Regions from separate parts of the Mus musculus genome. Here region 1 is linked to region 2. Evidence: chromatin contacts called from public Hi-C data. All regions are on one chromosome and are shown on one strand. The core of a region is the stretch at or near the end of the contact, and the rest is flanking DNA. Distances in the headings are between cores, read along the strand shown.

What was found. A called contact is a pair of places that touch in the nucleus more often than the background predicts.
Region 1: a Hi-C map of liver shows a contact between it and region 2, with 2.3 times the contacts expected there. The contact joins two enhancer-like sites. A contact is called at or near these places in 1 of 15 datasets of contacts at CTCF or cohesin (the NIH/3T3 cell line), 2 of 484 Hi-C or Micro-C datasets (bone marrow-derived macrophages and liver), 2 of 115 datasets of contacts at active chromatin or transcription factors (both in embryonic stem cells) and 2 of 9 other capture datasets (adipose tissue and embryonic stem cells).

Annotation. Positions count from the first base shown.
Region 1 is chr17:45,995,533-45,998,471 of GRCm38.p6, forward strand. No RefSeq gene overlaps it. Among named protein-coding and RNA genes, the nearest start is that of Vegfa, 35 kb to the right of the region's middle. Within about 2 kb of position 1,674, at least 23 of the 459 cell types and tissues checked have an H3K27ac peak or open chromatin away from gene starts, as enhancers often do. A contact at or near this core is called in liver, where this site is marked.
Region 2 is chr17:45,699,593-45,702,598 of GRCm38.p6, forward strand. No RefSeq gene overlaps it. Among named protein-coding and RNA genes, the nearest start is that of Mrpl14, 15 kb to the left of the region's middle. Within about 2 kb of position 1,474, at least 26 of the 459 cell types and tissues checked have an H3K27ac peak or open chromatin away from gene starts, as enhancers often do. A contact at or near this core is called in liver, where this site is marked.

The DNA.
Region 1 (2,939 bases), core at 424-2,923, 300 kb after region 2:
GGGATTGACCAAAGAGGTAGGAGCTAAGCTCTTTCACCAAAAAAGTGAATCATCTTGTAAGAACAACCGACCACAGCCCACCCCTGCCTCTTTTGTCCAGATCCCATAGTCTGGTAAGCATCCAACAGTGTGCAGGTACCAGGGCAAGCATTAGTGGGCAACATGGAGAATTAGAAGACTCTGTCTCTCACTGGCTTGAACACAACCATCTGAAATCATCTGAGAGGATCAGTAAAGAAATCAAGATCATATCAACAAAACAATGGGAATGCAGATATGTAGACAGTAGGGAAGACGTTTTCTCAAGGGGATTCCCAGAGGAGGAGAGCTCTCAACCATAGAACCCAGAATACCACTCCCACCTATCCATTTATTCACTCAAATATTTACCTAACCATCATCCATCATCATCAACCCATCCAACTACCTACCAGTCTGCCCAGCTACCCAGCTACTCATCCTCCCAACCTTCCATCTTTCTGGCCATCTTCCTAGCCACCCATCTACCCCTCCATCCAACCATCTACCTACACCTATCCATTCATCCTTTCATCTGTCCAACTACCCATCATCCATTCATCTATCCATTCATCTACCGGCCCACCAACCATCAATCCATCTATCCTCACTCATCTATCTGTCCAACAATTCAAACACCCATGAATCTACCCGCAAATCCATCCATCATACCACTTACCCAACCATTCATCTATCCTTCCAAACACCCAGCCATTCATATATCTGCTCATCTACTGACCTATTTAACCATCAGTCCAGCCATCCCTCTATCTATCTATTCATCCATTCATCTACCACCCATCCAATCTGCCACTCAACAGATTCACTTTTCGTCTTTCCACCAACCAACCCATCCAGCCATGCATACATCCACCCATCTACCCACTCACACAACTCATTTACCCTTCCAACCAACCAACCAACCAATCTTCACCTACCTATCTATTCACCCATCAATCCAAACACCCATCTGTCCATATCTACCTACTCATCCAACCATCCATCACCACCTGCTCATCCCACTAACCCAGAGAGCCATTCATGTATGTATCCACAAACACGCACCCACCCCTCTACTTATTTATTTGCACCCAACCACCCACCTATCTATGATCCATCCATTCCTCCATCCAGTGAAACAAACATTATGAAAAGACAGGCCCTGAGAATATGTTGGCAAATGAACACCATCTTTCTCTCAGCGTCCCTTGGGCTTTACTGGATAGCCAGCATCTAAGCTCAGGTGGCCATGCAATCTGAGATAATACCTGAAAACTATATCTCACCAGTCAGAAATAGTAATGAGGAATGCCTCAAGATGGTCAGTCTTACAGGATCTGCCCCAACCCAAACACACCCCAAAATCTGCCAGCATCGCTTCTCCCGGAACAACAAGTGCTGGGGATGCGGAGGGAGGGAGGAAGGAGCTTGCGTGAAGCAGAAGACACCTGGAAGGTAGACAAGGTTAATGGTGACCTGTTGTTTTTCTAGGCTCTTAGTGACCTCACCTTTGACCAACAATTTCCTGGCACTCACTCAGTCTGCCAAAGGGGAAGGGGGTTGGCGGCGGCGGCAAAGAGACTCCAAGAGGAAGGTAAACAGCAGGTGAGGCCAAAGGTGGCCTTAGAAGACAAGGGGCACATTCCAAAAAGTCTCCCAGGCCTGAGGCCTGCAGTAAAGCCCAAAGTCCAGTGGAGAACACACACCTGCACTGCAGTCGTAGACAGTGCTATAAATACTCCGTTGTTCAGGGATTACCCACCCAGAGGATGCCTTCCCCTTGGAGAATGTCTCTCCCTCCCCCAACCCCCATCCCTTCCCCAGTTCTCACTCCAGCAACCCCAAGAGCCCCTAGTGCAGCAGGTCTGTGAGCAGCTGAGGAGTCTGACATGGACACCATCGTTTCTCTCAGCACCCACAGCCTGCTTTAGAGTCAGCACAACCTACTGACAGGAGCCACCTCGGCACCCCTCATAGGGAGGAAGAGTGGAGGCGGCAGCCAGCCTCGGTGGGTTGTCATCCTGCTGGACTCTTCAAAGGGAAGGCCTGGGATCCCTCAGCCAACAGTGTGCCTCTGCTCTCCCTGCTGCACACGGGCATCACGGCCTGCGGAGTCACCATAGAACAGAGGTGCACAGGCCTACCAAATGGCCGTAACATTCACGTCGTAAAGGCAGCCAGATCTTCCTGCAGGTCACCCCCCCTCCTTGTAAGGGATGAAGACCCACAGGGACATGAAAACACGGAGAACTGGGGCCTGTCTCTGCTCACCCTCATCTCTTTGATTACTCTTCTTATGGGGTCAGCCTAGCCTGCTACATATGAGCTCTTCAGTATTGGGGGACACACATCCCTTAGGGATCCCATGAAAACTAAAGACATCATCCCCAAAAAATATGTTCATTCGTATACTGATGAGACCACAGACGGTCTCAGGGCTCTGTGTGTTCCAGGCCAAACAGCTGAAAGAGAGAGACAGAGAGAGAGAGAGAGAGAGAGAGAGAGAGAGAGAGAGAGAGAGAGAGAGAGTTGTCGCAATCATTCAGTTATGCTTCTAGGGTATTATAGACTGAACTTCCAAACCTAACCTTACCCAGAATCTTCCAGAGCCCTCTCCCCGAGGCTCTAGAAGAAATAAGCAGGTGACCTGAACCTTCCTGGAAAAGTCCTTTTTGCTACTTGCCCCTCCCCCACCCACCCCCAGCCTTTCTCCTCCTTCTCAACTGCTGCCCACAGCTGGGTCCGGAGCTGGTCTTTGAAAGTCAAACAGAATCGTAGAGAGCATCTGTACATCTCTTTATCTTTTCTGACAAGAACCGTAAATGGAGTTAGGTATGCTGACTTGCTTAAAGTCTCTGAGATAATCAGAACAGCAGCCAGGTGGCCTGTCCTGACTCCATCCCAGGAAGTGTGCAATTGGC
Region 2 (3,006 bases), core at 224-2,723:
TGTGTATAGGCCTGGAGTCAGTACCAGGACCTTTAACCTGTGAGCCTTTGGGACCACTTGAGATCCTGCTACACCAAGTCAGGAGGGGAGTTGACCTCCATTTACTCCTGGCTGCAAGGCCCAGGGAAGGAGGCTTATCTTACCCAAAGGCATTAGGATGCAGGTGATGGGTACTTAGGGAAGAGGAGGGGAGGTGGGTTGGCTTTAACTTGAGGGTTTGAAGAGGACAGACTGCAGTACTGCAAGATGCCACCACGGACTTGGCACACTCAGACGGCAGTGCTTGAAGAAATGGGATTGGCAGGAGGCTAATATGGAGGAGGCCAAAGAGGAGTCTGGGGTTCCTGGACTCAGCCATGCAGAACTTGGGAGCTTGGGGTGCTCTTGGCCTGAGGACCTGAGAGAAAGGGTGGTAGGTGGGTAAGTAGCTGCTGTTCCTCTGAGGCGCTAGACAGGTCGTTGTATATAGTATTAAGTTAGAGCAGCAGTGTGCTGTGGAGAGACCCAGGTATGTGCATATTCTTAGTGCTTCTCACAGTCCTTGGGTACTTTAAGTACTGGTCCCATTGCCACTGAGAACAGTTTCAGAGGCTATGTGGGAAACCTGGGTCTCAGGCCAGGTTTCTGTCTTTCTCCCTAGCATCCCCATCTGTCATTTTACTGTTACTGGAGCCTCTTTCTTGACTCCTATCAGCTGTGATCCTACAGGCTGCCATTTTGATTATCCAGGCCTCAGGGCAGACCTTGGAGGGCGGAGGTGGGAGCTACCAGCCTGAATACTAGGAGGTGGAGACTTAGCTTATGTCTTCAGTGCACGCGGGTCCAGCTCCCAGGTCCCCCCTGGCTGAGTTTGCTTCAAGGGATCCTGGGTATTTGGGGAACATAGCTGCGTTCCCCCCGTACTGTGGCCCTCTGCAAGGCCTGGTGCAGTGTGGCTGCTGTAGTGGGCTCTGGGGATGGACTAGCTGTAGCAGAGCTCTCACGGACACATGGCTGATTTGCTGGCTGGCGTGTTTACAGGTTTGGTGCTGGGGCTTAGTGGACTCTTAATTCCCTGCTGTCTCTGCAGCTTCAGGAAGGTGGACTGGCGGGGGGGGGGGGGGGGGGAATGGGGGGGTGGATGAGGCCTCTGTCTTGGGGCAAAGGAAAGCAGCGATTGTCCTCAGCCTGACACAACCTGCTTTCCCCTGGACCTTTGCCCTTCACGGGGCAGCTTGATGCGAGCTACCTCGCAGCTCTGGCCGTTTGGTTAGCGGGGGTTGGGCCCTCCCCTCCTCTCCCTCTGCCCTGCTGTGTGTTTTCAGGGTGCTGGCTGCTCTGCTGTGCCCCCTCAACCCCCTCCCCTGCCTCCCGGCTGCTGAAGCTCACCACTGTCCTCTGAGTGACTCTTATCCGTGTTGTCCCCTCTGGTCTCTTATGGACTTAAGCGCTCCTCCCAAGGTGTTCTGTGCTGACCACTAGAAGCCTGTGGTTTCAACACAGGCTAGTGCCTGTGACGCAGGGCCCTGGAGCACACTGCCCAGAATAGCCCCGGCCTGGTTGCCCTTCCAGCCGTCCTATCACTTTGCAAAGGGAGATCTAATTTGTAGCTTACCCCCAACCCCCACCATGCCCACAGCCGGTACTTTCTTTGCCCATGAAATATTTATAATCACAGATTATGTTTCCTTGGGAGTGTAAGCTTGCTTTTGTTTGTTCCCCTTCTGTGCCCTTAAGAAAGCCACCCCTGTCGGGTTGTAGGCCTCACTCGTCTTCCAGAGTTACCAGGGACTTCCTTGCACTGTCTTTGCTGGTGTCCTGCCCACCCACGGTGTGACTCTGCCACATTGCTACAGAAGGACTGCGGGTGGGAAAGGTTCCTAGCTCAGCATCTGCAGTTGGGAACCGGTCACTGGCTCGCTGTGTGTCTCTCGGCAAGCCACAGGCTCAGGCTGAAGGGGAGACACAGCTCATCCTTGGATGGCCTGGTACTCAGGGCGTCTGGTTAACGGCTTCACTTTGCAGAACCAGGCTGACACTAACTATAAGCGTCCTTGTCCCATCCACTCAGAAGGATGTGTGCATGGCTACAGATAGGGACCTGGCCAAAGCATCCCTAGAGGCTGTCTGTCTCTGGCAGGAGCGTCAGATGGTCTTTTCTGACATCCCCAATGCCATCAGCCCTGCCTCCAGCATGGTCTTGGCTTTCTTCACCTCCTATGTTCCTTCGTGGTCCTTGTTTAGAGAACCCTAGAGTGTCTCCTGCTGTAGTGCAAGCTGGCTTTGGAGCTTTCTGTGTAGACCGGGCTGACCTCGTTCATACTTGCACACCTGCCTCGGCCTCCCGCATACTGGGGTTATGGCTATGTGGCACGTGGTGCTAGGCCTGGCGCAGGCTGAGAAAAGATGGAAATTGCATTACTCTGGAGTCCAGTGCACAGCTGGAGTGATACTCGCATCCGTACGTCTGTGCATCCCATCTGTACATCCATCCCACAGCCTCTTTCCTTTCCCTAACTCTGTAATTCGCTCTTCAACCAAGAAAGAACTGGTGTTCTGTTTCCTTCTCTCCCACCCGTTTGGCTGTGGACCATTGGTTCGTTCTCAGCCTTTGCGACGTATTTTTGCTAAACGGTTTTACCAAATTTGAGTCGCTTCCTCTGCCTTTCCTGCAGATGAAAGGGATTATGGGCTTGCTTCACCCGTTCAGGGTTGTGATGACCTCTTGCCATTTGCTTGACAGTCTGACAGGCCGTCTGTCTTCTTGGATGGCTTTTTGAAGAGGAAACACTGACTTTGAGAATTTGAAAAGAGCTCTTGCATAATTGGGATACCCTCGGGTATTATGAAACCTGGAGTGGCCAAGTGCTTGAGGCCCAATATTTACATGCCAAACAGAGGGAGGCAACCCTTGCTCACCCAGGAAGGAGGGGCCAGATGGCCGTTTGTTACCTGGGCCCTGCCCATTCCACCTGCCAGATTCCTATTGATTTTACCTTGCTTTCCCAGAGCTGCTTGGCCTAGGAA